2 separate regions of the Mus musculus genome follow, and region 2 is linked to region 1. Evidence: chromatin contacts called from public Hi-C data. All regions are on one chromosome and are shown on one strand. Each heading gives the region's core, a stretch centred on a gene start, on an enhancer-like site or on the middle of the called end of the contact. The rest is flanking DNA. Distances are from core to core; before and after follow the strand shown.

Region 1 (5,095 bases), core at 1,035-3,534:
AAATTGAGGAGACATCTTAGATGGTGCACACATGTAGAGAGGACCCTAGGTGCATGACATGCCAGACAGGCATTTAAGAAGAGGCGATAAGGGATCCCTGGAGCCAGCTGGCTAGCTGGACTACCTGAATTGACAAGCCCTGGGTTCAAGTGTCTCAATGTATAGGGTAGAGACTGATAGAGGGCGCTCCCCACTGACGCAAGCGTCCACCTGCACACATGGTCAGATGGGAATACATGCAAACATAGACACGAACATAAAAACATACACTGCACACATAAGCTGGTTGTACAACTGAAATATTAAATAGAATTCAGACTAACCTTTCAGAGAGCTTTTCAGATAGCTTCTCAAGGAACTGCATGACAGTCTCTAGAGATGAAATCCAAAAGAAAACGCCTTCAATTACGTGAAATAACATGGACATATATGTTAAAACTGCAATGTGAGGGTTTTCACACATGTACTCTCCCCTAAAGTGATCATTTTCAAGGTAGGCAGAGTTATCTCTATATGACTGGAAAATGACCATTTATTTCTAGACACTGATTATCTCCTGGGAAAAACAAATTAAATTTACAGAGTACTATACTAGTCTAAAGCCTTAGACTACAATCAATGTTAAGAGCATGGACGGAAGGCAAAAGGAAAACAACCTGAAAGGATATCACAAAGCCCATTTGCCCCCACTCAAGGACCCCATTTGTCTCCATTTTGAGGACCAGGCCTGATTTAAAAAGAGACCATAAGGCACTAGCTTCAGGAATAGACCGTAAGTCCCAGAAACTAGATCATAAGAACAGCTCTAGGAAGAGACCATAAAATCCAGAACAAGCAGAAAACCCCTTCCCGAAGAACAGCCTGGGGATAACCACAGAGATGGGGAAATAGCTTATCTCAGAATGGGCCATCTGTGCTGGGCAGCCCTATGTTATCACATGGTTGAACATTTGTGACATAGAAATACAGACCACCGACCACACATGATTTAACATCCATGACACAGGAATGTAGTCCACTCCACTGAGTACCTGTGACCCCCCCTGCCCCCCGAGCACTCACTAATGAAATCCTTCTAGAGAGTTTCCCCAGTTCCCTCTAAGAAGGCCTATGTGCCTTTATCTGGAGTCGCCATTTCAAAGAATGGTTGACCTCCGTATGCTGGTTGCTTCTACAGAATAAACACTCTTTTGCATACTATCTGAATGGGCAGGGAGGAGTCCTTACCACTGCTGGTGCTGTAAACTGGTGTGACTCTAGACATCAGCAGTGGAGGGACCTCAAAACCTAAGAGAACCACCAGTAGGCCCAGCACACCTGTCTTGTGTGCTATCCAGCATAGTCAGTGAGCGTTCCACAGCAATTATAGCCAAATTACAGGAACCGTCTAGATGCCAATCAATAGATGAAATAATAAAGAAATAAGAGAGAAAGAAATACAGACAGACAGACAGACAGACAGAGAAAACTCAGGCATAAAGAATTAACTTATGTCATCTTCAGGAAACTGGATGGAACTGGAGATAAGTCATTTAAAATTTTAACTTCTTCTTTGAGAATTTAACACATATAAACAATGTATTTTGATCAGAGCCAACTCCACTCCCCACTCTGACTTCTCCTAGGTACCCCCAGCCCCAAGAATGTCCTCAAATCGTGTTATTAAGCAAAGTAACTGTAGACATACATGAACACAGAAAGGAGGATTATCTGAAAAGAGTTAGGGAGCTCACAGTAAGGGGGAGGGGCACAGGAGAGGGTAACAGGAAATGAAGAGGGTCAAAGTTCATGACATTTAAACAAAACAAGCCTCTGAAACTATCACCTTAAATAATATACACCGATAAAGACATAAATGATATCAGCAAGGTTTAGAAAAATGGTTCTCCAAAAAGCCAAGTTTCCCTGGGTCACTGCTCTTCATTTACAGACAGCTGTAAATAACCTACCCAGGATCTACATCAAGCATAACTAAACAAGGTCTTCCGATCGGCCTCCAGTGCTCATTGCAGTTCTTCCACCACAGTCAGCAGCAGTGGGGACCCATGAGGTCAAACAGCAGAGCCCCTCGGTTCCCATGGAAGTAACCCATGCTGCCTTCTGCCCTCAGAGCCCGAGCAATGCTTTTATGTGTGTTCCAGTCAGCCACAAACACAGCCTTTATATTTTCCAGATGATCCTCTCTACGGGTTTAATTTCCTGCCCTCTCTTTAAGCTATCTCCTTTCTGACTCAAACGAGAGGCTACACAGAGAGTGGGGCTGACCTACACCGCAACCAGCTCCCTGCCCTGTCATCTTCACGGTCTCACACTCACTCTCCCGGGTGCCAAGTTAACCGCGTCAGACTCTGAAAAGGAGACAAGAGCCTGCATCCGAAGCTCAAAGCTCTCCCACATCTCAGCTACCACAGACAACAGTTCCAAATAAACTTCCCCATATGCGTTTGATTTCCACACCGTCATGTTTTACTCAGTCACCCATATTTTTTCCTGGTGATATGTGAAGAGTCTGGAAACAGTATATTAAAAAGACTGATGGAGGAGATGACATAGTTAGTAAAGTGCTTGCCATGTGGGTATGAGGACCTGAGTCCCAGCCTCCACATCACACAGGAAACACACACACACACACACACACACACACACACACACAGAGAGAGAGAGAGAGAGAAAGAGAGAGAGAGAGAGAGAGAGAGAGAGAGAGAGAGAGAGAGAGAGATGCAGCAGCACTCGCCTACAACCCCAGCACTGGGAATTGAAGGCATGAGGTTCCTTGGGGATTGCAGGCCCGACAGTCCAGCCCAACTGGGTCTAGGTTCAAGGAAAAGACCACGTCTCAAAAAATAAAGTGGAGAACAACTGAGGAAAACACCAAGCATCTACCTCAGGCCTCCACATACATGTGTGTGTGTGTGTATGTGTGTGTGTGTGTGTGTGTGTTCACAAATATACACCATTGAATGTGAGACTCCCTAAAAATAAACCCGATGCCCGCTCACTACGTGGCTGTCTCTGACTCACCACCAATTGGATGGCCACTGTAAGCGCAGTCCCTCTCCTGCCCTGCTCTGTGAAAGCCCACCATTTCTTCAATGTCATCACTGTCCTGAAACTCACAAGCCATCTAATCAGTTGACAAACAGCCACCTGCTAAATTAATACTGTTGTCTCTACTAATCATTTGGCTGTAAACTTTAATCCTCAAGGACACAGGTCACATCTCCTGTGACTGTGTACAGCAGTTTCTCCCAAAATGTCACCATACCAACCACTTGGCAGGCAGGCACCTGCTTGCCACAGATAGGTTCTGATTTTAGCTGCTGTGAGTCCCATGAACTCTAATAAGCCCAGCAGGGCCAACGGCCAGTCCCCAGTCCTCTCCTCACTGCCCTGCCACTGGATTCAAGTCAGGGTGTCCCTCTGCTCTCCTTAGAAGAACAAACTCCACTTCCTTTTCTTAGCCACTGTTCTACCACTCCTCAGAGCACTCCTGGTTCTTCCTTGCAGCCTGACCTCAAAGCTGCCCCGAGCCAGTTCCTTCTGTTCCTCCTGCACATACCCCTTAGTGACCTCATGCAGTCCCATGCCTTTGAGTAAATATTTCAACTTTACATTTGTATCTCAGAGCCCTCAGCCCACGGCCATGTGTCTACAGTGATCTCTTTCAAGACAACAGCATCTTTATTTTCTCTTGAAGCAAACCAGGCTCCTGGTACCCACTGCAGTGACTTGCTATCTTTCTAGCTACTCAGAGTGAAGCCCTCCCTTCAAAACACGTGCAAAACTTCCATGCATCTGGAAGCCAGTGCCCACAGACCAATTGTACTGGCATCCTGGTCAAGATGCCATGGTTTCTCCTCATGAGTGCCACACAATAGCTTCCCTCCTCACCTTGTGCTGTGGCAGTCTAGTGTTCCTGCCAGGACCACTGTCATCACAGTCCAAGTCAGATCAGGGTCCCTCTCTGCCCAGACCCTGCAAAGCCCTCATCTCCCCCTGGACAGGTCTTCCCTCCTGCAGCCCTTCAACATAGCTCTCTCTTCATTAAGCACCCACTCTGGCTTTTCCTCTGATGTGTCTGGCACATTTCTCCCTTGAGACCTGGGCACACGGTTGCACGTTTTCCCCCAAGAGACTGCAGATTCATTCTGACAAATTGCCAGGCCCGGCCTGAAGCATGCCACATCCTGCACGCACCATCGCGTTTCAACACGAGCCTCCCTGGCAAAGGCGGCATTACAGCACACTGAACACTACATCCCATCCCTACTCCATCTCTCTACAGCAACACCAAGTGCACGAAGGAGCCATTCTCTTCTCCCTGCCACACTGACTGGTTTCCAGAGCCCAGCTGAGTACCTGATCGAGTAGCAGCTCAGAAAGGCTTTCTGGCTCCAGCTATGAGAACCGAGGAGCTGCAGAGGTGTGTGTTGACTCCTGCTGTGTCATGTGTTAGCACCACGCCTAACCTTCATGACCAATCCCTACCTCACGGGGCCGGTAAGGGGTTAAATAACATAACCCAGCTGCACTCCGTAACCTTCTAATAATAATATTTTATGTAGTACAAAAGCAAAAATACTGTATCTTAACCTCACTGATATTAACAGTAATTTGAATGATAGTTGTAGCATACTCCTGCAATGTGGAACTAGGTCGGTGGAGGCAGGACGATCAAGAGTTCAAGGCCATCCTCAACAACTTGAAATACACAGGTCTCAAAAGCAGAAAACAAAAATTATATAGATATACATTCATATCTCTCTGTATATAAAATACATAATTCATGTAATATCAATTTAGGAATTAAGTTATACGAACCCAACTTTAAGAGCTGGCCTGAGACGGAGCTTGGTGACAGAGAAGATGCCTAGCATGTGGGAGGCCCTGGATTCCATACTGAGCATAAAAACAAATAAAAACAAAAAAAGTAGGTGCTTTAAAGATCCAAGGACAAAGCTGAAGGAGAGCAGAAAGCCTGCGGCAATTTTAGAAGTTTGTAATGGAAGAGCTTGGTTTGCAGCTCAGAGAATCTGAGCATGGGAATCCAGGCAGGAAGCAGGGTGGGTGGTTTGAATGGAAATGGCCCCATAGG
Region 2 (5,095 bases), core at 581-3,080, 210 kb before region 1:
GTTTTGTTTTGTTTTGTTTTAATGAATTTAACAATAATATCAGACGAGTTTTCTAAAAATAAAAAGTCTCGAAGAAAGTATATTTTAAATAAACATCGTTAGAGTTCCCAGAACACAATATGATAGCTATTTCATGGGTGTCATTTTACAAGTTATATTGAATATAGGCTCTTTCTTTCTCTCTCTCTTTCTTTCTTTCTTTCTTTCTTTCTTTCTTTCTTTCTTTCTTTCTTTCTTTCTTTCCTTTTTTGAGACAGGACTCTCTATGTAGCCCTGGCTGCCCTCTAACTCTCTCTGTAGACCAGGCTGGCCTCCAGTTCACAAAGATCCTCTGGCCTCTGCCTCCCAAGTGCTGGGATTTAAGGTGTGTGGCACAATTGGTATGGAGATAGGTTTTCATTCCCTTAAAGCCACCCCAGTGAAAATGGCTCTTGCTGTCCCCAGAATCTGTGAATTTGAACACAGAAGGCTGGCATCCAGTAAGGAGAGTGAAGCATGAGGCTCTGCAACCTGGTTGCTCCTTTATGTATGATTGGGCCTAGTGTAAAATGGAATATACACATATGTGTACACACGCGTACACACTTGCACATACATGCACACACACATGCATGCACACACATACATCATGAGCACATGCACATTTTAAGAGATGCTCATTGTATAAAAGTACCGTGAGTATACATGACACAGGAAACTATATGGCATGAACACATTGGTCACAATGCTACTTATGTGGTACAAACTGTGTAAAAGATCTCCCACGGTTAGAGGTGTCTTGCTGGTCTTTTTGTCCCCTTGGAGCATGCATCTGGTTCTTCGTGGTGGGAGGGGGTGGAATGTGGAGGGAATTGTCTCTGCAGGAGTCAGGAGTGACAGTGGGCTGTCTGCCTGAGCCTTGAAGTCAGTACAGCTGCAGGGTAGACGCTGGTGCCACATCTGTGAAACAGTCAAGCAGGTGACTCCGCAGAGTGAAGTCCAGTTGCACTGAATGGTGGTTGAGATGTTTTTGTTTTTTTTTTTGTTTTGTTTCTGTTTCTGTTTTTGTTTTTTGTTTTTTTGATGTAGAAAACTTGTAATGCATTTTAGGATGATGATTCCCCCCATAAGATGCTTTAGATAGAAAGAGGTACATCTCAAGTAAACTAGAAAAAGTTAGGATTCGATAACCTGAGCGTGTTCTCCAGGGAAGCCTCATTGTCCTCCCCCGTTCCCCACCCATGAGGTTTGAGCCCAGGGTTGTGCATAAGCTACGCAAGTTCTTTACAAGATGAAATTGCACTCAGGAGTTTACTATACTGTGTCAGCTGGCCTGAACACACAACCTTCCTGCCTCCACCACCCAAATATGTTATTAAAGTTTAATCAGGAGAGTTGATTTATTGGTCTGTAGAAAATCCAAAGTAATAATAGCCATCGGTATAATTTGTTTAATGGGTGCCCACTGTGCTTGATTTAGGCTTTATATGTTTTCCCACTTATTCTTCAGAACAACCCCGTAGGGCAGATATCACTATTCCCATCTCACCAGCAAGCAGACGGAGGATCCGAGTTCCCAGAATTACTTAGCCAGCAAGTGGCCGAGTTGGCGCACCAGCCCACACAGTGTTGGAGCCAACGTAGGAAATCGTGTTCATTTTGCTTCTTATTTCAATGCTGGCCTGAGAAGAAACGCCTCATGTCTTTTGAGTTAACACACTCGTTCTCCCTCCTCTCCTTCCCCCTCTTTCCGCCTCTCTCCCCTTCCTTTCTCCTCCCTCTTTTGTTGTGTCCTAACTTGTACATGGGTCCCTGACAGTCCTGGCTGCCAGGATCAAAGCCTGACTTTGAAACGCTCTGCTCGGGCTGGAGCCTTTGAGAAGCTTCTCATGTGAACAATGTGGCACCCGCCCCCGAAGGTCACGTGTGCAGCGCTTTGATCCCGGGAGGTGCTTGTGGGGGAGGCCCCTCTGTGCTCAAGGAAAGCCTTTGCAAGCTCCTCCTGGTGCTCTAAGCAGCAGAAGTGCTCAGCAAAAACACGAGTCTGTCCACAGTGCAGCCACAAGCCCCATACAAAGCAGCAAAGCCTGGAACAATGACCTCCTGCAAAGACCCCTCAGTCCAAAGAACTTCCTTCTGAATGCCTATCTTTATGATTGTTCTGATTTCAAGGAGGACAGATGGTCTTGCAAGCACTGAACTTTAAATGGTAGAATTATAAATAAATAAAAAAAAAATTTCAAAGCATCAGAGATGACCGCTGCTGGCCAGTAGACAATCTCTGTTAACAACTTTAAAGGAATTCTAACTTGTGAGCTAGTTCCTCAGATTATGGTGGGGTTTTTTGCATCCTTTTTGCCCTGTCTGGGCTTTATCCAGAACATCAGGTAGCCAAGGTACTCAAGATGAAGAGAGTGGTTGATCTATAGCCACCCCAAAACTATAAATCAAAACCAACTTGAGACTTTGCCTTACCCCAATTAGAATGGGGAGGTTTAATAATAACAACAAAATAACAAATGCTGACTGTTGGTGGGTGGGAGAAGAGCGCCCGTATTCGCTGCTGATGGGTATGCAAACTCATGTAGCGGTTATGGAAATCAGTGTGGCAGTTTCTCAAAAAAGCTAGAAATAGACCCACCGTATGATCCCACTACACTACTTTGGCGCACATACCCAAAGGGTGTCCTTCATCATCGACACTTGTTCAGTCAAGCTTACTGATGGCGCTTTCTATCCCTAACAGCCAGAGACTGGAGACAGCCTAACTGTCTATCAACTGAGGCATGAATACTGAAAATGTAGCACATTTAAACAATAAAATATTATTTTGCTTTTAAGAAAAATGAAAGTAGGGAAATGGAGGTAACTAGAAAACGGTCATCTGGAGTGAGGTAACCAAGATCCAGAAAAACAAACCTCTCATATTGTCTTTCATATACAGATGTTAGCTTTGAATCTGCAGATGTGGGTTTCATTTGGAATACGTGGCGGAAATCAATCTGGTACTGACTGGCAGAATTCAGACCTTCAGCCAGCTTTCGTGTTGCCAGAAGGTGTTCTGCATAATACCAGAGGAGAAAAGTAAGAAATCCTGTGAGATACCATAAAGTAACCACTTTCTTATTGAACTTAAGGCCTGTGTCGTGAGACAGAACCCATGCCTGGCACCATTATCAGGGCCATGAATCTGAAGCTAGATAGGTCATAGGCCCTAGAGAAGAACTTGCTACCATTATTCTGCTAAATGGACATAGTAGTAAAACAACTCCTAGCAACTTATGGCTATGCTCATAAGCCAGTTCCCCTTCCAAACCCCACCAAGTTTCTTTGTGAAGTAGATGGCAGTTAACGCAGAGACCCATAACTTGTCAGCATACATAATTAAGAGACTAGGGAGTATTAGCCTTACGTGGGACATCGATAGCTTCCCCTGTCTCTCAAGGCTCTGGGATCATCTTGGAAGAGGGGGTAGAAAGAGCCAGCGTTGATGGATGACTACGAGGAAGCACTGTGAGTTCAAGGGCAGTCTGGAGTGCTTAGTGAGATGCAGCCGGAAAATAAAACTAACCACTGGGCTGGAGACGTAGCTCTGTGATAAGTATTTACTTAACACATATGAGGTCCTAGCCTCCATCCCCACACTGGGAAGAGCCTGATGGACTTTCTATCTTTTCCCACTCTAACTATCTCTGAAGCATGTGCAGGCTTCATGTGAGGATGTGTGTACACTTGAGGATGTAGTGGCTAACACCGTAATCCCTGCAGGAAGCTGAGACAGGAAGCTGATTGGCTGTTAGAAGCGAAATTGGACTACAGTGGTAGCCTAAAGGGGAAGGTGATAATTAGTGAATTCTGGGATGATTCTGCCCATCCTGTATGGCTAGCTTCTATCACAGGCAGTCTGTCCTTGGGCTGGCTTGAGTTTTGTCATCAACCTTGTGTGTGTGTGTGTGTGTGTGTGTGTGTGTGTGTGTGTGTGTGCTAGACTTTAGGGTCAGAGATGCTGCTGCTCAGTTGGATAAATTCAATACAATAGGCTTAGCTGGATCCTGACTTGGCAGGGGCCAGGTGACAGTACTGAATGGTCAAAGGCGAGGTGATCATAGTTATTGTAATGACCAGCACAGACAAAGCAATGTCCATACTGGCCTGACACATAATGGGCAGAATGACTGTAATGGTGGTATAACTTGTAGGACCTTTGGTATTGGCTTGTCAATCATGGTGTTTCCAGGCATGAAATAAAGGAGAAGTCTACTGTATTTTTGTTTGATCTGTATAAGTGGGGGGAAAAAACCCTCAAACAAATGAAAGGTTACATTGTATCATGATAGAAGGGAATCTCAGTCTATAACCAGTTTCCAGACGTGACAAGTTTGCAGATCCAGAACTCTTTGATTGAAAGAATGGCCAGGATCCCCAAGGAAGGACATTGATAAAATACCCAAGAGTTTTACTGTTAGCCTTTCTCTGGCCTTCCCAAGAGGGACCTATAGCCTTTACAAGGATAACTGAACACTTGGTAGAAAGGAAACCATCAGATTTTCTGGGATTAAAGGCATGTGCCACCATGCCCGGCTAAGTTTAAGGTAGTTTTGGCTGAAGTCTGACTCACAATAGGTCCAGTGGCCTTTGAACTAATCCTGTGGTTATTTTCCCAGTCCCAGAATGAATAATTGGGTTAGATACACTTAGATGTTGGCAGAAATCTCACATTGGTTCCCCGACCTGTGGAGTAAGGGCTATTATGGTTGGAAAGGCTAAATGGAAGTCATTAAAGTTGCCTCTGCCTTGAAAAATAGTGAATTAAAAACACCATCAAGTCCCTGAAGGAGCTGGAGAAATTGGTGCCACCATCAAGGACTTGAGAGATACAGGGGTGTTGATTCCCATCACATCTGGCCAATGTAGAAGAGAGAGAGGATTGTAGAGAATGGTAAATGACTATTGAAAAGTCTTCAATTAACTTCAATTGCAGCTGCTGTGCAAATTAATACATCTGGTATGCAGCAAATGGCTTTTTCTTAATACCTGTCCATAAGGACCACCAGAAGCAATTTGCTTTCAGTTAGTAAGGCCAGCAGTAAACCTTTACACACTTTTGCCTCAAGGA

Evidence for each region. Hi-C and Micro-C count contacts between places; a contact is called where the count stands out from the background.
Region 2: a Hi-C map of uterus shows a contact between it and region 1, with 2.1 times the contacts expected there. The contact joins two enhancer-like sites. A contact is called at or near these places in 7 of 484 Hi-C or Micro-C datasets (cerebral cortex, embryonic fibroblasts, embryonic stem cells and 4 more), 4 of 115 datasets of contacts at active chromatin or transcription factors (astrocytes, embryonic stem cells and neural tube) and 3 of 9 other capture datasets (embryonic stem cells, embryonic tail and embryonic trunk).

What each region holds. Positions count from the first base shown.
Region 1 is chr14:60,804,245-60,809,339 of GRCm38.p6, reverse strand. It overlaps Mipep (mitochondrial intermediate peptidase), which reads right to left. Exons shown (of 19, transcript NM_027436.3): 8 at 324-372. Among named protein-coding and RNA genes, the nearest start is that of Mipep, 22 kb to the right of the region's middle. Within about 2 kb of position 2,284, at least 29 of the 459 cell types and tissues checked have an H3K27ac peak or open chromatin away from gene starts, as enhancers often do. A contact at or near this core is called in uterus, where this site is marked.
Region 2 is chr14:61,009,361-61,014,455 of GRCm38.p6, reverse strand. All of the region lies in intron 3 of Tnfrsf19 (tumor necrosis factor receptor superfamily, member 19), which reads left to right. Among named protein-coding and RNA genes, the nearest start is that of Gm41167, 26 kb to the left of the region's middle. Within about 2 kb of position 1,830, at least 149 of the 459 cell types and tissues checked have an H3K27ac peak or open chromatin away from gene starts, as enhancers often do. A contact at or near this core is called in uterus, where this site is marked.